Regions from separate parts of the Mus musculus genome. Here regions 1 and 2 are each linked to region 3. Evidence: chromatin contacts called from public HiChIP or PLAC-seq data. All regions are on one chromosome and are shown on one strand. Each heading gives the region's core, a stretch centred on a gene start, on an enhancer-like site or on the middle of the called end of the contact. The rest is flanking DNA. Distances are from core to core; before and after follow the strand shown. Region 1 holds the start of Mcub (mitochondrial calcium uniporter dominant negative beta subunit). Region 2 holds the start of Gar1 (GAR1 ribonucleoprotein). Region 3 holds the start of Lef1 (lymphoid enhancer binding factor 1).

The links. HiChIP or PLAC-seq counts read pairs in DNA pulled down with a chosen protein or histone mark.
Region 1: an H3K4me3 HiChIP or PLAC-seq map of embryonic forebrain shows a contact between it and region 3, with 2.6 times the contacts expected there. The contact joins the promoter of Mcub here to the promoter of Lef1 in region 3. A contact is called at or near these places in 2 of 39 promoter capture datasets (hippocampal neurons and liver) and 1 of 115 datasets of contacts at active chromatin or transcription factors (embryonic forebrain).
Region 2: an H3K27ac HiChIP or PLAC-seq map of epiblast stem cells shows a contact between it and region 3, with 7 times the contacts expected there. The contact joins the promoter of Gar1 here to the promoter of Lef1 in region 3. A contact is called at or near these places in 4 of 39 promoter capture datasets (hippocampal neurons, liver and pre-B cells), 1 of 484 Hi-C or Micro-C datasets (embryonic stem cells) and 2 of 115 datasets of contacts at active chromatin or transcription factors (embryonic stem cells and epiblast stem cells).

What each region holds. Positions count from the first base shown.
Region 1 is chr3:129,967,973-129,972,011 of GRCm38.p6, reverse strand. Mcub (mitochondrial calcium uniporter dominant negative beta subunit) reads left to right here and starts at 1,806. Exons shown (of 8, transcript NM_025779.3): 1 at 1,806-2,062. The coding sequence starts at 1,937.
Region 2 is chr3:129,828,789-129,832,853 of GRCm38.p6, reverse strand. It overlaps Gar1 (GAR1 ribonucleoprotein), which reads left to right and starts at 1,458. Exons shown (of 7, transcript NM_026578.3): 1 at 1,458-1,736; 2 at 2,001-2,259; 3 at 3,363-3,517; 4 at 3,890-3,949. The coding sequence starts at 2,013.
Region 3 is chr3:131,108,102-131,111,994 of GRCm38.p6, reverse strand. It overlaps Lef1 (lymphoid enhancer binding factor 1), which reads right to left and starts at 1,698. Exons shown (of 12, transcript NM_010703.4): 1 at 317-1,698. The coding sequence starts at 523.

The sequences.
Region 1 (4,039 bases), core at 557-3,056, 1.1 Mb after region 3:
ACCTGCCTCTGCCTCCCAAGTGCTGGGATTAAAGGAGTGCGCCACCACACCCGGCTTGGCATTTTTTTAATTAATGATTGATGTGGGAGGGCCCAACCCATTGTAAGTAGTGCCATCCCTGGACAGGTAGGCCTGGGTCCTATAAGAAAGCAGGCTGAGCAAGCCATGGAGAGCAAGCCAGCAGGCAGCACCCCTTCATGGTCTCTGCATCAGCTCCTGCCTACAGGTTTACATCTGTCTGAATTTCTGTCCTGACTTCCTACAATAATGGACTACAATTAGGAAGTATAACACCCCCGCGCCCACCCCACCCCCCAAAAAAAAAAAACCCTTTCCTTCTCAACTTGCTTTTGGTCATGTTGTTTTATTGCAACAATAGAAACCCTAACTAAGAAAATTGTGTAGGTGACTTTCTTTTTCTTTTTTTAAATTTTGGGACAGATTCTCACTATGTAGCCTCGACTGGCTTGGAACCTATTATAGAGTCCCGGCTGGCCTTGAACTTACAAACTAAGGTCCTCTTGTTTCTGCCTCCTGATTACTGGAATTAAAGTGCATCATTACCACTGACCTGGAGAAGCCTTCTATTGGATCTAAGGTTGTAACACCAGAGCAGGGAAACGCAATGGTGCCTCCGCAGCTAGCTTACCAACCAGCCAAACACTGGGATTACATGGCTAGAGGGGCGGGCGGGGGTGGGGGTGGGGCGGGGGATAGTGTACCAATCACAGCAAAACTCTCACACAGATGGTTTGTGTTCACACCAAAGACAACAACTGTAACTTTTGAGCTGCCAGGTAAAATGCTTCTCTTCTGGGCTGGTTAGAAATAGTGACAGGGCATGTGATAGCAAAACCGCCCTGTGTAAACTGAAACACTCCAGGCTGGGGCTGTAACCTTGGGAGCTTTGATCACCATCCTGTAGTTTCCTCAAGGCATCTGTGCTGCGCTCAGAATGGCAGAGTGTTTGACTGACAGTCCTTTGGCTCGAGGCAGCCAGGAATCAGGGGAAGCCTAACAGCTGCCAATTAGGAAGCCAAATTGCCTCCCCACCCCCACATGTTTGCCATTTACAGGAAAGCGAGCGTCGAGCATTGAGCATTGAGAGTGCTTACAATGCGAGCCTACAGAACTGATCGTTAACGCTAATAGCGGTTTTAACAGTGATTTCGCAATGCTTAACTCCTGCCCCTCGGGGAGCAGGGTCCTTTCATGTGCCCCCCAAAGAGAAGCAAGCTTTGCTGTGGAAGAAAATTTCCCAGTGTCTGGACTTGGGCCAGCCTGTAATGAACTACAAATCTCTGGAGCATCTAGAGTCCTGGGCTGACTTTGCCAGTGATCTGAGGCCCAGGAGAGGCTCATCCCAAGCCTTGGAGCCCACCTGGAGGTGGAGCTTTGGCAAACTCATTTTTCTTCCTCTTTCCAGCCGGGCAAAGGAGCGCAATTTCCAGGGACCTTTCAGCTCCCAGCTCCCAGTCCTTTCCTCAGAGCCCTGGAGTTTTGGTTCATGTTGTGGCAGGGTTTGGGGTAGCTCAGAGTGTACTCCAACTTTTTAGTGGATGGTGGCCTTGAACTCCCAATCATCGGCCTGCGTTCCCAAATCTGAGGTCCCAAGCAAGCCTCACTACTTCCGGTCCTGGCTTCTGTTGGGTTTTGACATCAACAGCTGCATGGTGTGAGTCCAGCTCCTCTTTCCTTTCTCAAGACGTATGTGAGGGAGCCAGGAAGAAGTTCGCCACTCGTTTGCGCTTTTTTAAAGAGAGAGAAAAAAAAATGTTTCTTTTTTTGTCGGAGGAAAAATACCCAGCCTGGAGCCCGGGTGTGCACCAAGCGAAGTCAAAGCGGGGACACACCCTCCTGTCGCCGCCCCAGTCGGCGGGGCGGGCAGAGCCCACAGCGGGCTGGGCTATAGCAGCCGGATGAGGATGCGTCGTTAATGCCAGGAGCTCTGTCCGGCAGGAGGATGCTCCCGAGCGGGCTATGTCTGGGTCGGTGGCAGCTGCTGCGGACGATCCGAGCCCGCGGCCGCGGGGATCCCAGGGAGCTGCCATCCACACCCCAGGTAAGGCGCGGCGCAGGCTCGGGAGCCTCGGGTGGAAAGTTTGCGTTGGGCAAGTTCGGCAGGAGTGAAAGCAGTTCCCTGCGTGCTGCTCCGCACCCCGACAGGTGGTGGCCGCGGGCGACTTGTCCCGGGGCTGTGGGGGAGACAGGCCAGGAGCGGCCAGCGCGGGGCGCATCTCCCGGGAGCGCAGCCCGCTGACCCCACCGCTGTGTCCTGCGGTCTGTAGTCGCCGGGGTGGAGGGGAGGCCGCGAGAGCTTGGTGGGCTGTGTCATCGGAGGGTGGCTGTCATCGGGGTGGGCTGTAACCTGGGATGCTGTCTTCCAGGGTGGACTGGCCCAGGACCCTGTCTTGCCCCTCCTCCAAACCCGGAGCCCCTCCCTTTCGTTACATGTAAACCCGAGTCAGTGGTGAATCAGAAGTGTGTGCTGTAACAGTTAGGCGGGCACAGTTTGTGTCATGGCCTGTGTGGAACCTCGAGGAGGAGGGAAGAGGTGTGGATGGGCACAGAAAAGGAAGAAGAGCGGGAACGTGCTGAGTTTACTAGCTTCATGATACAAAGGGGGCCAGGGGAAAGGGACCCGAGGCTGCTTGGGGCTGGGACTGGAGCTGAGTCTGCCCACACCTCAATTACTGGGTTAGCTTTCAGACTGCTAAAGGGAGAGCGATATATGAACATATTTACTATCTCTCACTGCAGTGAGAACGGAGCTGTGTCAGCTCCATCGCTTTCAGTTCCTGTATCTTTCCGGCTCGACTGCCCCAGTGCCCCAATCCTTGGATTCTGCCCCCCAAGTATAGTCTTAATGCCCCAGAATTTACACCGATAAAAGAAATATTTCAATGCTTAAAGGAACACTTTTGTTAAATGTTTGAAAGCAAGCAGAAACGTCCATTTTGACACTTCTACCTAAGGCAAACTCCTTAAAACTTATTGTGGGCAAACTCAGTGAAGTGGTTTCAGAAAAGTTCTCTAAAAATAGTACTTTAAGGTTTACCTCTCAGAGACAAAGGCATTCCGAACACTCTTAACTACTCACTCCTTTCTTTGCCTCACACCACAGAAACACAGTGATAATTAAACAGTGCTGACTAGAAAGCTCATTTGACAATTTCGAAGTGTTGAGAATGGAGCCAAACAACGAGGCTCTATTAGGCCACACCCACCTACCACTAGGTCTCTCCCATTTAAATACCTGGAGTAAATACCTGGATGAAATACCGGATCCCAGAATAAAGCCAAGCCTGCGGGGCTGCATCTCTGTGCAGCTTTGGATTCTCTACCCCCTAAGAGTTTCAGCTACAGCTGCTGGACCATTTTCTGTGAATCAGATCTCCCCACTGTAGGGACATTTCCTTCTCTAAGATCTTATTGCTTTCCATATGAGATGCCCTGTGGCTAAAGGCCAACATCCTTGTTATATCTTCCCCACCCCCCAAAAAAATCCCACCATCCAAAGCCTGTGAAAAAGCTAGGGGTAGGGTAGAAAAGAAAGGAAGCAAAGGAAGAAAAAAGTGGTTTTCTCATAAAATCCTAGCTTGCAAGGACTTGTTATAAGACACATATTTAATAAGCAACAATAATTAGTCTTTTCTGAAATTATAGGTCTGCATTTAATAACTTTGAAAACTATATGGTTCTCATCCTTTTTGTGGTAGGTGAGTAATTGGCTGTGTTTCATGTATGGGAAAAAAACCCACAGTTTGTTGACATGATACGTTTAATATAGCAGAATCGTTTATTAAAGAACATCTCTTGTCTGAAGCAAAAAACAAATGGGTATATTGCATTATCTTTGGCCTGGCCTGGAATCCATGATCATCATGTCTGGTGACACGATTATCATTTCTGGAGACTGCACATCTGCCTCCAGCGCTAGGTGGTTGTCAGGGTGATCGGAGGCTCCTGCTGGTGCGTGTGGACACTGCTTTGAGCGATTACAGTGCCTGGTGAGTTATATCCAAACAAAAAGCTCTTG
Region 2 (4,065 bases), core at 209-2,708, 1.3 Mb after region 3:
AGGCAGCAATTCTAGCCTGATGGGGCAGAGGGATGGTAAGTGCACATACTGATTACTAATCATGTAAACGGCTTTAGACACACTGCTAAGGGAAAGTGCAGGGCTATGGGGGAGCTGAGTATGAGACTATACAAAACAGCAATGGTATTAGATTCACTATATCATCAAATGCAGCACAGACGGAAGAAGTTAAGTCAACAAGCATTTATTTAGTCTGGGGCCCAGAATGGGAGATGTTGCCTGTTGTGATGTTTGAGCATCTGAATTCTTAGACTATATTGAGTGATTTGGAGTGGCAATGAAAAAGGGTAGCAGTGTCAAAAGGCTGAACTCAGCTATGACAGTACAAAGGTACTTCACAGGAATCAACAGAAACCCATCAGGTTTGATTAGAGATTGCCACAAGCCTAGAATAGAGGTAGGGATAGTGCTGATTATATGTGTGTGTGTGTGTGTGTGTGTGTATACATATATATATATGGTGTGTATGCATGTAAAATTACATATGTAATTATTACATATATTATAATTCAGTATTTTATAATTGTATGTTCTATATTACATATATTATATTATAAATATAATATATAATTGGATATATATGGTTATAACATCTAAATTTAAAGTACATTTGCCCAATTTTTAAAAATATTTGGAACTGGTGTGTACTTTTTCAAGAAGTTTACAGTTTAGAGTAACTGGCATACTGGAATTATTAATGTTTCTATATCTTTTACAAAGATCTTTCAAAAATCTATTCACAATAATCCTCTGATATGCGGATCAGTCTCTACTTTCTTTCAAATAAAAGGTGATATTGTCAAATGCCAAGAGATGTTTCAGACAATACAGATACAAAAGAAGTCAACCAAATTTAAGAACTAGAGGTCACTTCTTTTGTGATGAGTGAAGTTTTAGTGATGTAAGGAAACCGATGTCGGAGATGAGAGTGTTAAGGAGACGGGAGGTGAGGTGTCATCTATAGATGGGTGCATAGTCTCTCGGAGTTCAAAACGTACTTGATGAAGACATTGAGACCATATTTAAAAATGGTTGCCTTTCTGTCATCTCACACACAAACACACACCCTTTCCTATTTAATAATAACAGAACACGGACACACAGGCAACTTCGACACACACCCTTTCGTATTTAATAATAACAGGACACACACACACACAGAGGCAACTCCGTTGGCGGTGACAGGTTCCGACGTCCTGGGCTGAGCACCGCTTGAGTGGCCAACACTCCGTGGAGCAGAGTCAGGTCGGGACCTTCTCGCAACCCAAGAAGTGACAGAGCCCGGCGAGTAGCACCAACTGCAGCCAGCACGCTTCAGCGACGACACGCCTCACCAGCTGTTAGCACGGAAGGACTCAAACAACTCCGTTTCCAAGGGCAACGCGCCGCCACACTTCCGGAAACGTCGCGTACGGAGGGCGCTGCGATTTTGCGTCACTTCCGCCACCTCTAGCGCGGTGGCCCTTGCGTGGATGAGGTGGGGGCGGGGGGGGGTCACGCTGGACGCTATTGTTTCTCTTCCGGTGCTGTGTGCTCTACTCGGTAAGGCGTTGGGACCGCTGCGTCCGGTAGTGACGGGCCCTTCCTGCAAACCAGCCCTTCCAATTTCTAGTCTGGTAACATTGGACGGCTACGGTGGCCGAGGAGGTTTGAGCGCGCCGGAAGTGTCCCTCCGCGCGCGCGCGCCGGGCTAGGCTGGAGACGCACGTGGCGCGGTGAGTGCGGCGGAGGGCGAGCGAGGGTGAGGGCACCCGCGGGGCGGGATGCGGTGGAGAGGCATGGGATGCGGTGGCGAGCCACGGGTCGTGGGGCTGGGGCGAAGACACCGCTCTCTCTGCGCTCGCCACTTGGCTGTGTGGGCGAGTGGCAGGGCGGCGTTTACTGCTGTCCCCTTCTTGGTGGCCTGAGCGAGGCGGAGGGGACTTAGATAAATGATCGACCCGCGGTGACCGGGAGGAGCGGCCCGTCTATTTCGCCAGGCCGGAGAGAGCATGTCTTTCCGAGGCGGAGGTCGCGGAGGCTTTAATCGCGGTGGTGGAGGCGGAGGCTTCAACCGTGGCGGCGGCAGCAACAACCACTTCCGAGGGGGCGGCGGAGGCGGCGGCGGCAGTTTCAGGGGCGGAGGCGGCGGCGGCGGCGGCAGTTTCAGGGGCGGCGGCCGAGGAGGATTTGGACGAGGGGGCGGTCGTGGAGGCTTTAATAAATTTCAAGATCAAGGGCCTCCAGAACGTGTCGTCTGTAAGTCGTCTTCTGAGCTTAACCTCCTTTGCATTGGGAATAGAATCCGGTTTAAGTTATTAGTGCGTTTGTTGATAAGACTCCGAAAGGCAAGTCGCTTGAGTGCCCTGACACGTATAAGGGACTGATCATGAGAACCGAAATGCAGTGTGGAGGTGAACTTGAGTTGGGACTGAAAAGATGAGACTTAGACAACATTGAGTACCTGGCTCCTTCTAAAGGGCAGAACACTTTTTAGGATTAAGTATGATTCCTTAGTGATATAGTTGAAACACAAAGCCAAGTTTTTAGTTTTCGTAGCTCATATTTTCAGTTACCAGAAAATACCTACAGAATTCACACTCCATAACCATGCAGCCTAGTTTGAACACTCATTCCCTTGCACCCTGCAAAATCATGTTGTAAATAAGTGTGTGTACTATCTTGTGTAGGGCCACATTCATAGTTCCCTGGGTTCCATGCTGCCTGAAGTCTGTGCATTGGACACACGGATGGAGAAGGGATTTCAAAAGAAATATAAGTAGAACTTGGCTGATAGTGAGAAGAAAAGGTTCTAGTTGTTGCTAAGGTTGGGGAGTTAGTTTTGTAGGCGAATGGTATTAATCCTGGGTTACAGAAACAGAGGTGCCTTGTGTTTGCACACTTCCCAGGAAGGGATAATCACTGGTGAAGAAGTGGTAGTGGTGATGAGTTCTGAGAAAGGAGGGAGGGATCAATAAAGCCAGAGTGGTTCACATTTGAGGCTGGGGAGGAAGAAGAGTCAATGGAACGTAGCATTGAATGCAGCTGTAACAGCCATGACAGGGTAACTGGTGGACAGCGAGTGAGCACCATTGTAAGCACCTAGTTTGTTGTTCCTGTTGCTTTAGCATCAGGTGTGGCTGCAGTTAGATGTGACTGGCCTCATTTTACAGTGTACAGACAGAAGGGGAGTCTCTTTTAGGTCCCCTGGTAGTGGCATGCTAACTTGGGACTACAGTGTTGACAGCTGAGCTCTGCCATAGAGGGGATCAGATATGGGGAAAGACAAGTGGCAAAGCCCACTGGATTCCCGAGTTGGTCAGTGTTTGCAGTGGCCTCGTGTCTGTTCTGTGCTGTTTCAGTGTTAGGAGAATTCATGCATCCCTGTGAAGATGACATCGTGTGTAAATGTACCACCGAGGAGAACAAGGTGCCCTACTTCAACGCCCCTGTTTACTTAGAAAACAAAGAGCAAGTCGGGAAAGTGGATGAGATATTTGGACAGCTTAGAGATTTTGTATCCTTTCTGATTGGGTGAGTCAGCAATCTTGTTAAGAATTATCGTGTCCCTTCCTCCCCAGCCAGAAATATCAAAGCAAACTCACTGTTTCATTCAGTGAGATAGCAAAGCTACAGACGAGTCTCACGGAGGAGGATCTGTAGGGAGCGCATCCGTCCATATTTAAAAATGATGCGCCAAGGAGAGATGGCTGTCCTCTGGGTTCTGGGAGTGGTGGCCATTTGAATACGTGCCACCAGATTGTATTGGCTCTTCTGTCTCTTGGGTTTTTGGTTTTGTTTTAATTATTTTAAAGAAAATGCCATTTCTACTTGGAAATTTCTTATAGCTAGGCATTCTTAGTGTCTTTTTCCTTAATTTAATTAATAGTATTTTTCAGTTAAGTTGTCAGAAAACATGAAGGCATCTTCCTTTAAAAAGCTACAGAAGGTGAGTCATACTTAAATTAAGATTTTGGATTCAGAGGGGGTGGTGTGTGTCTTCCTTGAGACACTCACAGCTCCTCCAGTTCGTGAAGTGAAGTGCTGAGGCTGTTCCACAGTAGT
Region 3 (3,893 bases), core at 449-2,948:
GACTTCACAGTTGTGTTTAGACATCCCTGTTTTAATGCACCGCGTCCCTCAGAGCCACCGAAACGTCGGAGGACGAAACCGGTCCGGTATAGGCCAGCGTTTCCTGCCCATTTGCCACCGTTTAGCCATAGAAACACTTGGGATAAATTTCCCTGCCCGCTGCTCACACACGTGCGCACCATGGACTAGGGGCCGTTATTCCCCACCCAGCCCGCGAGGGACCAGGGCTCAATGGCCACCGTGGTCGCGCACCCTGCTTGCTTCCCCTCCGCTTCCCCGGGACCCGCCACGCCTCTCCGGACAGCTGCCCACTCACCTCATGCCCGTTGCTGGCTGGGATGATTTCGGACTCGTTAACCAAAGATGACTTGATGTCGGCTAAGTCGCCCTCCTCTTCGGGATGACTGATCTCGGCGAAGATCTTCTCCTTCTGGGGATCGCCTTCGTCCTTGAAGGGGATCATCTCATCGGTGGCGCAGAGTTCCGGGTCCCCCCCGCCGCCTCCTCCGGAAAGTTGGGGCATCCCGGCGGCTGTGTAATCTCCGCTCCGCTGCGGGAGCACTCCGAGACAGCAAGAAGGGAGGGTCGATGTGAGGTGGGGGAGTTGGAAGACTGAGTGCGGGAGGACTGTGAATGGAAGCCGGGTGGGCAAGCGAGGGGCCCACGGCTGGAGCAGCTGCAGGAGCCTCTGCGATTGCCGCGCTTTCCCACTTAGAAGGACGCCGGCGCCCGGCCCTGGGGCGAAGGGCACCAGACTGCGAGGGCGGCAGCCGCCGGCGCCTCTGAGAGCGTCTACGCCGCTCCGCGTGCACTAGGCTAGGCTGCCAGGGCTGGGTGGCCACCCCACGCCGCACTCGTTGCTGGGGTCTGTGCTTCGAGGACACCGGTTCCGGAGGGGACACGACTTGCCAAAGTGCAAACGAGGGTCCCGTGGTGCGTCACCGTGCAAAACCTCTCCACGGATTCCTCGGATGCTGATTTCGGTGATTTGGGGTTTTGTTTTGTTTTGTTTTTGAGAAGAGGAGAGCTGGGCCAAGAGGCTCCCTTTGCCCCAGCGGAGGTACGAGAAGAATCAGAAAATACCGAAAAGTCCACTTCCTTCAGAGTAAACAATAAAGAGCCACCGGGCTGCAGACGTCCGCGTTAGAGCTTCTTTCCTTCCCTTTCGCTTCGGTTTTCCTTCTGGAGGAGCATTTAATCTGCTGGAGGGGGAGGGGCGGAGGAGGAGGGGAGAAAAAGAGAAGTTTGCCAAGAATAAAGTTTGTGATGATGAGCGCTGGGAATCGGCGGTGGCTGGCACGGCGGAGTCTTGGGGAGTCACAGCAGGAGCTTCGGGCCCAAATGTTCCAGCCCGCAGCTCGGGCCGATACACACACTTACACACACACACACACACACACACACACACACACACTCGAGCCCGATCCCTCTTTGTTCCCGGCTCGAGTTTCTGCCTGGCTCGCCTCTCTCCCCGCCTCCCCTCGGTCAAAGCAAAGAGCTGCCGGTGGCCCCTCGGCTCCTCCGGGCAGACCGGCCGGGGAACACCCGGAGCGTAGCCGCTTGCAAGGCTCCGGGAATGTCCGAATGCCAGGGCCCACGAAAGCGCAGCCCGGTCCCTCCGGTGCGCGCTGCCCCGCAGGTGAGCGGTTGCGCCTTCCCACCGCTTCTCCTCGCCGCGCCTAGCCGGCGCTGCAAAGCTATTCACTTGCGTCGCTTCTCCTCCCCCGCCCCTCCCCCGCCTCCTGCTCTCCTTGGCTGCCTGCTGGAGGGGTGGGGAGGAGGGAGTCTGTTAGGAGGAGGAGGAGATCCAGGTTCTCTCCCCCCCCCCCCAGCCCTAGTTCATTTCCTAGCACCCAAAGGACGAGTCATACTTGGGGGGGGGGGGCGCCGTGGGGGTGCGTATGTGTTTGCGCCCGCCTGTTCATGCCTGGGGGGGGGGGGACGACACCATACAACCTGAAGATAGACTGGGTGCTGTGTGTAACCCAACCCCAAAGAACAGTGTGGCCCACGTGAAAATTGACGAGAAACTACGGGAATGGCTTAACTTCATCATCTGAGCATCTCTTCTTCTCTTGCCGACCCCACCCCACCCCGCCCCCGGCGCCTCACTTCTAGTCCTTTGCCAGTCTTTCTTCAACCTCCTTCCCGCCGCCCACTCTAGCCCCCTCACTCAGGCAAGGGGAGGAAGATGAAAGAGAAAGCCGCTGGCGCTGTGGTCGACACCACATTGATAGATGCTCTGACAGAGGGAATAAGGCGAGAATTAGGGACTAGGGGAAGGAAAAGGAGAAAATGTAACACATTGCTCACCTAACCAGAGAGAAGAGATTCAGCAAAGGCAAACAGAAGAGTTGTGACTCTACTAACCGTGAATCACACACACTTCGGAGACAAGGGCACACCACCCTAGCGAAAATAAAATCTCCAGGCTTACCAGGGGGGAAGGATCAGTAAGAAGGGTGTGGATGAAGACTGAGCCTTAAATATCGCTTCTACGCTATCACATTCATTGTGCCTTTATCACCGAATGAACGTGGGTTTTTGGAGATTCTCGACTCAGCGTGTAGAGACCTCGTAGAAAAAGGAAAATACATCCCAAAAGGAGGGAGAAGAACAACCTAGGAGAGGCAGGCAGCACTGGGCAGTTGCTGACATCCTGGAGACTCCGCTGAAAGGGACCTTTAAAGGATGGATGTAAATACGAATCAAACCTCAAAAATTCTCCGGTTCCCACTGTCTCCTTGGTGCATTTTGGACAGGACTTTTAAGGGCGACGCTTTGTGAAAGTCACTGTGTAAGTGGGGCTTAAGTTTGGAAACACATTGTCTTTTAGCTCTCAACCCCTCCCCTCAAGTCAAATATTCAGGCAAAATCATTAGACCAGTGAGGCAGCCATCTGTAGAACCTGGGAGCAGTAAACAGGAAGAATTGTATCTCCATCTTACTTAAATGGAAAATAAGACTCCAACGAATCGTGTGTTGGTTTCATTACATAAGAACGCTTAGGACAAGAGCTCTCTTTTAAAGGTGAAAGTGTGGGCTATTGGGCATTGTAGACTTTAACAGTTCTTTAAGTCAGCATTTAAAACTTTGCTTACTGATAACTACCAGTTTGGGAGCTGGCTAGGAGGTGGATATATATATATATATATATATATATATATATATATATATATGTTTGAAATATATGTATAGTTTGGTTTGCTGCATAGGACGTGGTTGGTCATATGTAATCTGATAGATTTAGGTACAACAAGGGGCTGGTGAAAGAAGTCAGAATAACAAAAACTTTTCTTTAAAAATTAAATAATTGTCAAGACTATACCTTACAAAAGCCAAAAATGGCATTTTTCCTTCAGGGTACCAGGGAGAATAAAAGGAAGGTTGGGAATAAATCCATTTTTAGAGTGAATCTATGCAGCCTCCAGTGTGATAGGGTGAAGAGCAAAGGGACATAGTTTCAGACGTTTACAGCTCCTGCTAACATAAATTTAACAAAGTCAGAATTCCTCCTCTGAGTGAGCCAATTTGACTGAGCACAAGAACCCTTGGAAGATGCAGCTTCATCAAAGAAGTCGGAGTAGACCGGTCCTTTTCATCAAACCCAGAAGGGGGGAGGGGGCAAGAAGAATAGCCAGAGGGTATTTTTTGAAAGCCAAGAGGAGATTAAATGACGAGTCTACATCTTCCCTGTTTAAGTGTTGCAACTAATTCGAATTCTCATTTTCTCCTTCGCGTTAATTATCTGTACTATGTGAGTCATACGAAGCTCAGCTCTAGGTGTCCCAGAGATTAGGAGCTCGAGATGGGAATTTTTGGAGCAATGACTAGTGAAAATGCTTTATTACAAGGGCTGGAATAAGTGGCTGCATTTGGTACCTTGCTGTAAC